Regions from separate parts of the Zea mays genome. Here region 1 is linked to region 2. The links are chromatin contacts, called in public Hi-C maps. All regions are on one chromosome and are shown on one strand. Each heading gives the region's core, a stretch centred on a gene start, on an enhancer-like site or on the middle of the called end of the contact. The rest is flanking DNA. Distances are from core to core; before and after follow the strand shown.

The links. Hi-C and Micro-C count contacts between places; a contact is called where the count stands out from the background.
Region 1: a contact with region 2 is called in a Hi-C map of endosperm, with 2.3 times the contacts expected there. The contact joins the promoter of LOC103650001 here to the promoter of LOC100280804 in region 2. A contact is called at or near these places in 2 of 25 Hi-C or Micro-C datasets (ear and endosperm).

The regions. Positions count from the first base shown.
Region 1 is chr3:41,663,580-41,666,445 of Zm-B73-REFERENCE-NAM-5.0, forward strand. It overlaps LOC103650001 (BSD domain-containing protein), which reads left to right and starts at 1,490. Exons shown (of 1, transcript XM_008675682.4): 1 at 1,490-2,866. The coding sequence starts at 2,022.
Region 2 is chr3:41,478,903-41,481,942 of Zm-B73-REFERENCE-NAM-5.0, forward strand. It overlaps LOC100280804 (deleted in split hand/splt foot protein 1), which reads right to left and starts at 1,615. Exons shown (of 3, transcript NM_001153724.1): 1 at 1,357-1,615; 2 at 1,176-1,281. The coding sequence starts at 1,269.

The DNA of each region.
Region 1 (2,866 bases), core at 240-2,739, 180 kb after region 2:
CTTCCGGGACTTAGCCCGAGTCCGAGCCCTGGGTCGGGCGGAGCGGAGTTCGCCGTCTTCCGGGACTTAGCCCGAGTCCGAGCCCTGGGTCGGGCGAAGCGGAGCTTCCTATGGTGCCTTTGGCAGGGCCTGACTGCCTGTCAGTCTCACTCTGTCAAGTGGCACTGCAGTCGGAGTGGCGCAGGCGGCGCTGTCCTTCTGTCAGGCCGGTCAGTGGAGCGGCGAAGTGACGACGGTCACTTCGGCTCTGCCGGGGGGCGCGCGTCAGGATAAAGGTGTCAGGCCACCTTTGCGTTAAATGCTCCTGCGATTTGGTCGGTCGGTGCGGCGATTTAGTCAGGGTTGCTTCTTAGCGAAGGCAGGGCCTCGGGCGAGCCGGAAATATGTTCACCGTCAGAGGGGGGTCTCGGGCGAGACGGAAATCCTCCGGGGTCGGCTGCCCTTGTCCGAGGCTAGGCTCGGGCGAGGCGTGATCGAGTCGCTCGAATGAACTGATCCCTGACTTAATCGCACCCATCAGGCCTTAGCAGCTTTATGCTGATGGGGGTTACCAGCTGAGAATTAGGAGTCTTGAGGGTACCCCTAATTATGGTCTCCGACAACTATCTCTGTTCTCGAATATTTGTCGCTGATTAGTTTATTTTTGAACTAAAACGCGACAAATAAAAAAGAATGTATTAAGTATCAACTAAGCTAATCACAGCCCACAAGATGATGTAGCTTCAAATTCTATAAATAAGCAGAGCAGTTTGAAAGGCTTTTTCAAAGAAAACTCACCGCGTTTGAGGGGTCAGAAAGAGCATTAAGGATTGGATAAAAAATATCATTCAGGTACGCCAACAACCGTTCAGAAAATATGTAAATAAACCATAGGTCCAAACGAACATGTGTAATCAAAATGAATTACAACTCTCACATGTCCAACTCTAAGTTGATAAAATAAAATCATGGCAATGTAAAAGTTTAAAAACATGAAGGTACTTGTTGAGATTTATCAAGATGCAGTCTGAAAAAACATCGGTCTTCACACCCTCAGGCTTTATTTGGATACTCTAGTATTCACTCAGATCCACATATGTTGAGGTCAATACTAGAATACCCAAACTAGACCTGAGTGAGATTGAGATGTATTTTAACTTACTATGAATTTAATCCGACTCAATCCCACACAATCCACATGGATTAACTATAAAATAAATAAGCCTTTAGGTCTTGTTTAGTTATTCATATTCCATATAGATTAAGTGTATTGAAATGAATTTTGACTTGCTATAAATTTAAACCGATTCAATACCACCCAATCCATATGGATTAACGATAAAAACGAACAAGCCTAGCTGGGTCAGCTTTTATACCACATTTGCACGGTAAGATAGCACCCAATATATCAGCATAGTAAGGAACAAGTTGTTCCCACCAAGTTTTACAAACTTGTTGATCTGCACTTTGAACGATATGCCATAAGTCCAGCATTTTTACAAATATTTTGTAGACTAAATTCTAGGTTTTACAATCACAGAAAAAACATGAAAGATAAATTTTTATCTCCACAAGAAAATAGAGATGTAGAAAAAATATCTCAAGCGTTCGTCGTCGCGCAGACGAGACGAGGACGTGGAGCTATTTCCCACAATTTCCGTTAGCCATGGCTAGACCTTGATCCAGCGTTAGTGGATCCAGAACCGCTAGTGGGCAGAAAGCTCGGCTTCCACAATTTTCAGAGTTGAGCTCCGCCTGCCTGGTTGGTCCGTCGGATGGTGCAAAACTCCAGATCGCATCGCCCCCAACCCATGATCAGCAGTCAGCCACCGCCCACTAGCAGTAGCACACCCTCTGCCCTCGTGGCAAGCTGCAGTTTTTCTCACTGCAGAAGGGCCCCACTCGTCATCCAAAGATTGATTGAAGGGGAAAATTTCTCGCCGACGGCAGGTGCCTGATAGATCTATATATCTATCCCCGACGCCACCGCCGCCCGCCTTGTCCTCGCTCAGATCCAAATCCGAATCCCGATCCGCGCGCGCATGGATTTCTTCAGCTCCGTCTTCTCTGCCCCTGCCAAGGAGGATGGTGAGGAGCCGCAGCAGGAGGGCGAGGAAGAGCCGGCGGCCCAAGAGTCCGGCGGGGGGTGGATTTTCGGCAGCCTGATCGATACGCTCAAGGAGGAGATCGAGGAGCAGCGGAAAGTGAATGAGTCGGCCGCCGTCGCCGCGGAGGCGGAGGAGGCCCAGAGGGGTGCCGATGGAGAGGCTGTCCCCGGCAGCGGGTGGATCTTCGGCGGGCTGATCAAGACGCTCGCGGAAGAGATTGAAGCCCAGCGGAAAGAGCAGGAGGCCATTGCAGCCGCCGCGGAGTCGGAGGAGCTCGAGCGGGGAGCGGAGGCTGATGCGGCGGCGGCTGCAACGGCAACGGCAACGGCAGATGAGGAGGGAGAATCTTCTGGCGGCGGCTGGAGCTTTGGCGGCCTGATCAGGACGCTCGCGGAGGAGATTGAGGCGCAGCGCAATGAGAATGAGAAGGAGGCTGCCTCCACGGCGGAGGAGGACGGAGAGCAGGGAATCGATGCGGAAGTGGCGGCGGTGGATGGGGAGGAGGGGGCGCCGGCTGGGGAAAGCTCAGACGGCGGGTGGAGCTTCGGGGGCCTGGTGAGTACGTTCGCGTCGCGGTCGGAGTCGGTCCTGGGAGGCTACCGCCGCGACCTCGAGGACCTCGGCTCGGGGCTCCGCCTCGAGACGGCCGCGCTCCGGGCCGCCGCCGCGCGCGCCGCCTCAGCGCTACCTGGCGCGCTGGAGGCCGGCGCGTCTGTCGCCTCCGACAGGCTTGAGTCTGTCGGCCAGGCCGTTGACGACCTCGGTGCCGCCGCCGCTGG
Region 2 (3,040 bases), core at 365-2,864:
CGGTCAAAAATCCTTTATTACTTCATCAACGGACATTAGCAGATTACAACCAAGGGATATTGCTTCCCATTAGGCTTCTATAATCAATTCCAATTTGCAAGCCAGTATATGTTTCCAGAATTTTAAGGATTACCAACTATTGGGTTTCATCATGGATGAATAGACCAATTCTGCCCATTAGTTGTTCTCAGTTCTTTCTTGGCAATTAGCCAATGAGATGTGTGCATAATTGGTTAGTTAAGACAAGTCTGGCAATAGCATATAGAATAACTAAACCACTGTTGTTGTGCAGTCCATAAGAAGCTTCTGCAAGTTAAGACCACTGTTGTTATGCAATCCATAAGATGCATAGACCAATTCTGTCCATTAGTTGTTCTCCGTTCTTTCTGCAGTGTTGTTGTACACAACTACACATCGGAACAGACGCCCACAACGTCCATGAAGAAATGGAGATTAAACATGGTTGTTAAGAAAGGCATAGTTTCTATAGCGCGCACACGCCGCTTTTGTGGCCGTTAAGGTCAATGTTTTGTTGTCTCAAGAAATTTCTATATATATATCTAATCTGTTGTCAACTGCGTTGCTTCACAAACTTCCTGTGAATTTTCTTTTATCGCATAATTATTTTGTGATGACTAAGGGGGTGTTTGAATGCACTAGAGCTAATAGTTAGTGGCTAAAATTAGTTGAGACATCCAAACACCCTAGCTAATAGTTCAGCTATTAGTTATTTTTGGTAAATTAGTTAATAGTTAGGTAGCTATTTGTTACCTAGCTAATTCCACTAACAATTTTTAGCCAACTATTAGTTCTAGTGCATTCAAAACACCCCCTAAGAACAAGAATTTGGTTGGCTCATGTAGATGCAACCAGGATCATTGTAATATAGTTTTCAAGCTGTTCATGATGGTACGTTTGCAAGTTGCAAGATTCTATTACTGTAAATATATGTAATATGCTTCCATAGATATCACTATAGGTATATGGTGTTCCACACATTAAGTCAACTCGAGCAAAGCGCGAGTTACTAGTTGTAAAGTAAACGTCCTGACCAATTGGATCTGATGCCCTAGATACTAGCAACACCGCACAGGTTTCCATCTAGCCAACCAATCAAATCTACTCGTGCAAATGGTCAAATCAACATGCCCACGAAACGGGGGGCGGGGGCGTACCTTGGTCGATCTCGAACTCTTCGAACTCGTCATCGTCCTCGAGGAGGTCCATCTTGGCGGCCTCCGCCTTAGCGTCCGCCGGTGCCGCCGCCATCAACGCTGCGCCCTGCGATGCGGCCGAGTGTATCAGCGGGGAGCGACTCGAGGCGTGGGAAGGACAGACGGCGAGAGCGGCACCGACCTACCTCGCGTGCCGGGAGAGAGGACTAGATCAAGCGGCGTACACGAAACCCTAGCTAGTCCGGGAAGCAGCTTTGCGGGTTGCGGGCGGCTGGTGCAGTGGTGCAGGTGCTGGTGCGATCGGAGTTGGCTGGGCCTATTTGCTAGCTGGTCAGGTCTGCCAAGGCACCACTCTGGGACCACAATGTCAGCGTTACTAGATCTGCTACGGTGAAGAAGGCAACACTGATGAATCTAAAGAAGACTGAAGAAGGAATCGGTGTCATACTGAAGAGAAGCCAAAGAGTACCGAAGCTCAATCCTAAATATGCCAGTAAGGACCGGATGTAACAGGGTCCACCAAGTGTTAATCATAGTAGTTAAGCACTAAGCAAAGAGGGTTACGGTTAATACCAGAACTAGCTATAAGTAGCAGGAAGGAATTTATTGTACTTGTACCTGGCTTTTTAGCTGGCCTAAACTTGGAGAGGAGGAAAGGAATACCTGCACCGCCCGAACCACTCCCTGTTCTTGCATGCTTTTGAGAGTTGCTAACATTTTGGTACCAGAGTCAACCTGGATCCACCACATGAGTACTTCATGAGGGCACAGGCAAAGGGAGGAGTGATGGCACCGCCACGAGTGGAGGATTCCTTGTCGCAGTTGATGGCGAAGATCGACGAAGGCAGCAAGGAGACGTACAGGCAGATAGACTCCATGCAGTCCGCCATGGAGAAGATGGAGAATACCATCAAGGGCATGGTGACTGATCGGAGCGACTTCAAGAGGTGGAGATTGGAGATCAAAACCAAGGTGGTAAAGATGACAGAAGACGCTCCAGGGCCAGGTGAACGCGAAGTCGAGTGGGGAATCTCCTGTTTTGGTGGATCCGATGAAGCCGAAGCCTACTGGAGGGATGGTGACCACGTCGACCGGAGAACCATCGGTACTAGCGAGTGCGTCGGCATCGATGACACCTGAACCCACGGTGATTGGATCGGTGACCGGACCAACTCTTCACCATGCTGCTGAACCCTTCCGTCGACCAGGCGCTGGACCGGAGATGGCACGTACACCATACTCTATGGGAGGTATTGTCGCGTTGAATACCCAGCACCCTTGGTCCTTTGTTCCTAATTCAGTAGTGTAGACTGCTTCGATGAATTGGTCTCAAGGTCCTGGTACTAGCATGCCTCAGATGAACTTTCCTGTTTTTGATGGGTCTAATCCAAAGTTGTGGAGAAATCGTTGCGAAACGTATTTCGAGTTTTATGTTGTGCCTAGTGAGATGTGGATCTAATTGGCTATCATGCACTTTCAAGGTCCTGTGCTGTATTGGCTACAATCAATGGAGGCTAGAGCAAGAGACATGAGTTGGCATGAGTTGTGTGCCACCCTGAATACCAGATTTGGGCGTGACCAACATACCTTACTGATTACACAGTTCTATCATATTAGACAGACAACTTCGGTGACTGAGTATGTCGAGCGGTTTGACCAATTACTGCACCAACTGTTGGCCCATGAGAATCAACTAACTCCCACCATGATTACAACACGGTTTGTGGATGGGTTGAAGGATGAGGTAAAGGCAGTAGTGATTATTCAACGCCCAAAGGATTTGGACACTACGTGCGCTCTAGGTTTGCTGCAAGAAGTGTTGAGTAACATGGGAAAAAGAGAGTTCAAGAGATTTGACTCAGTCT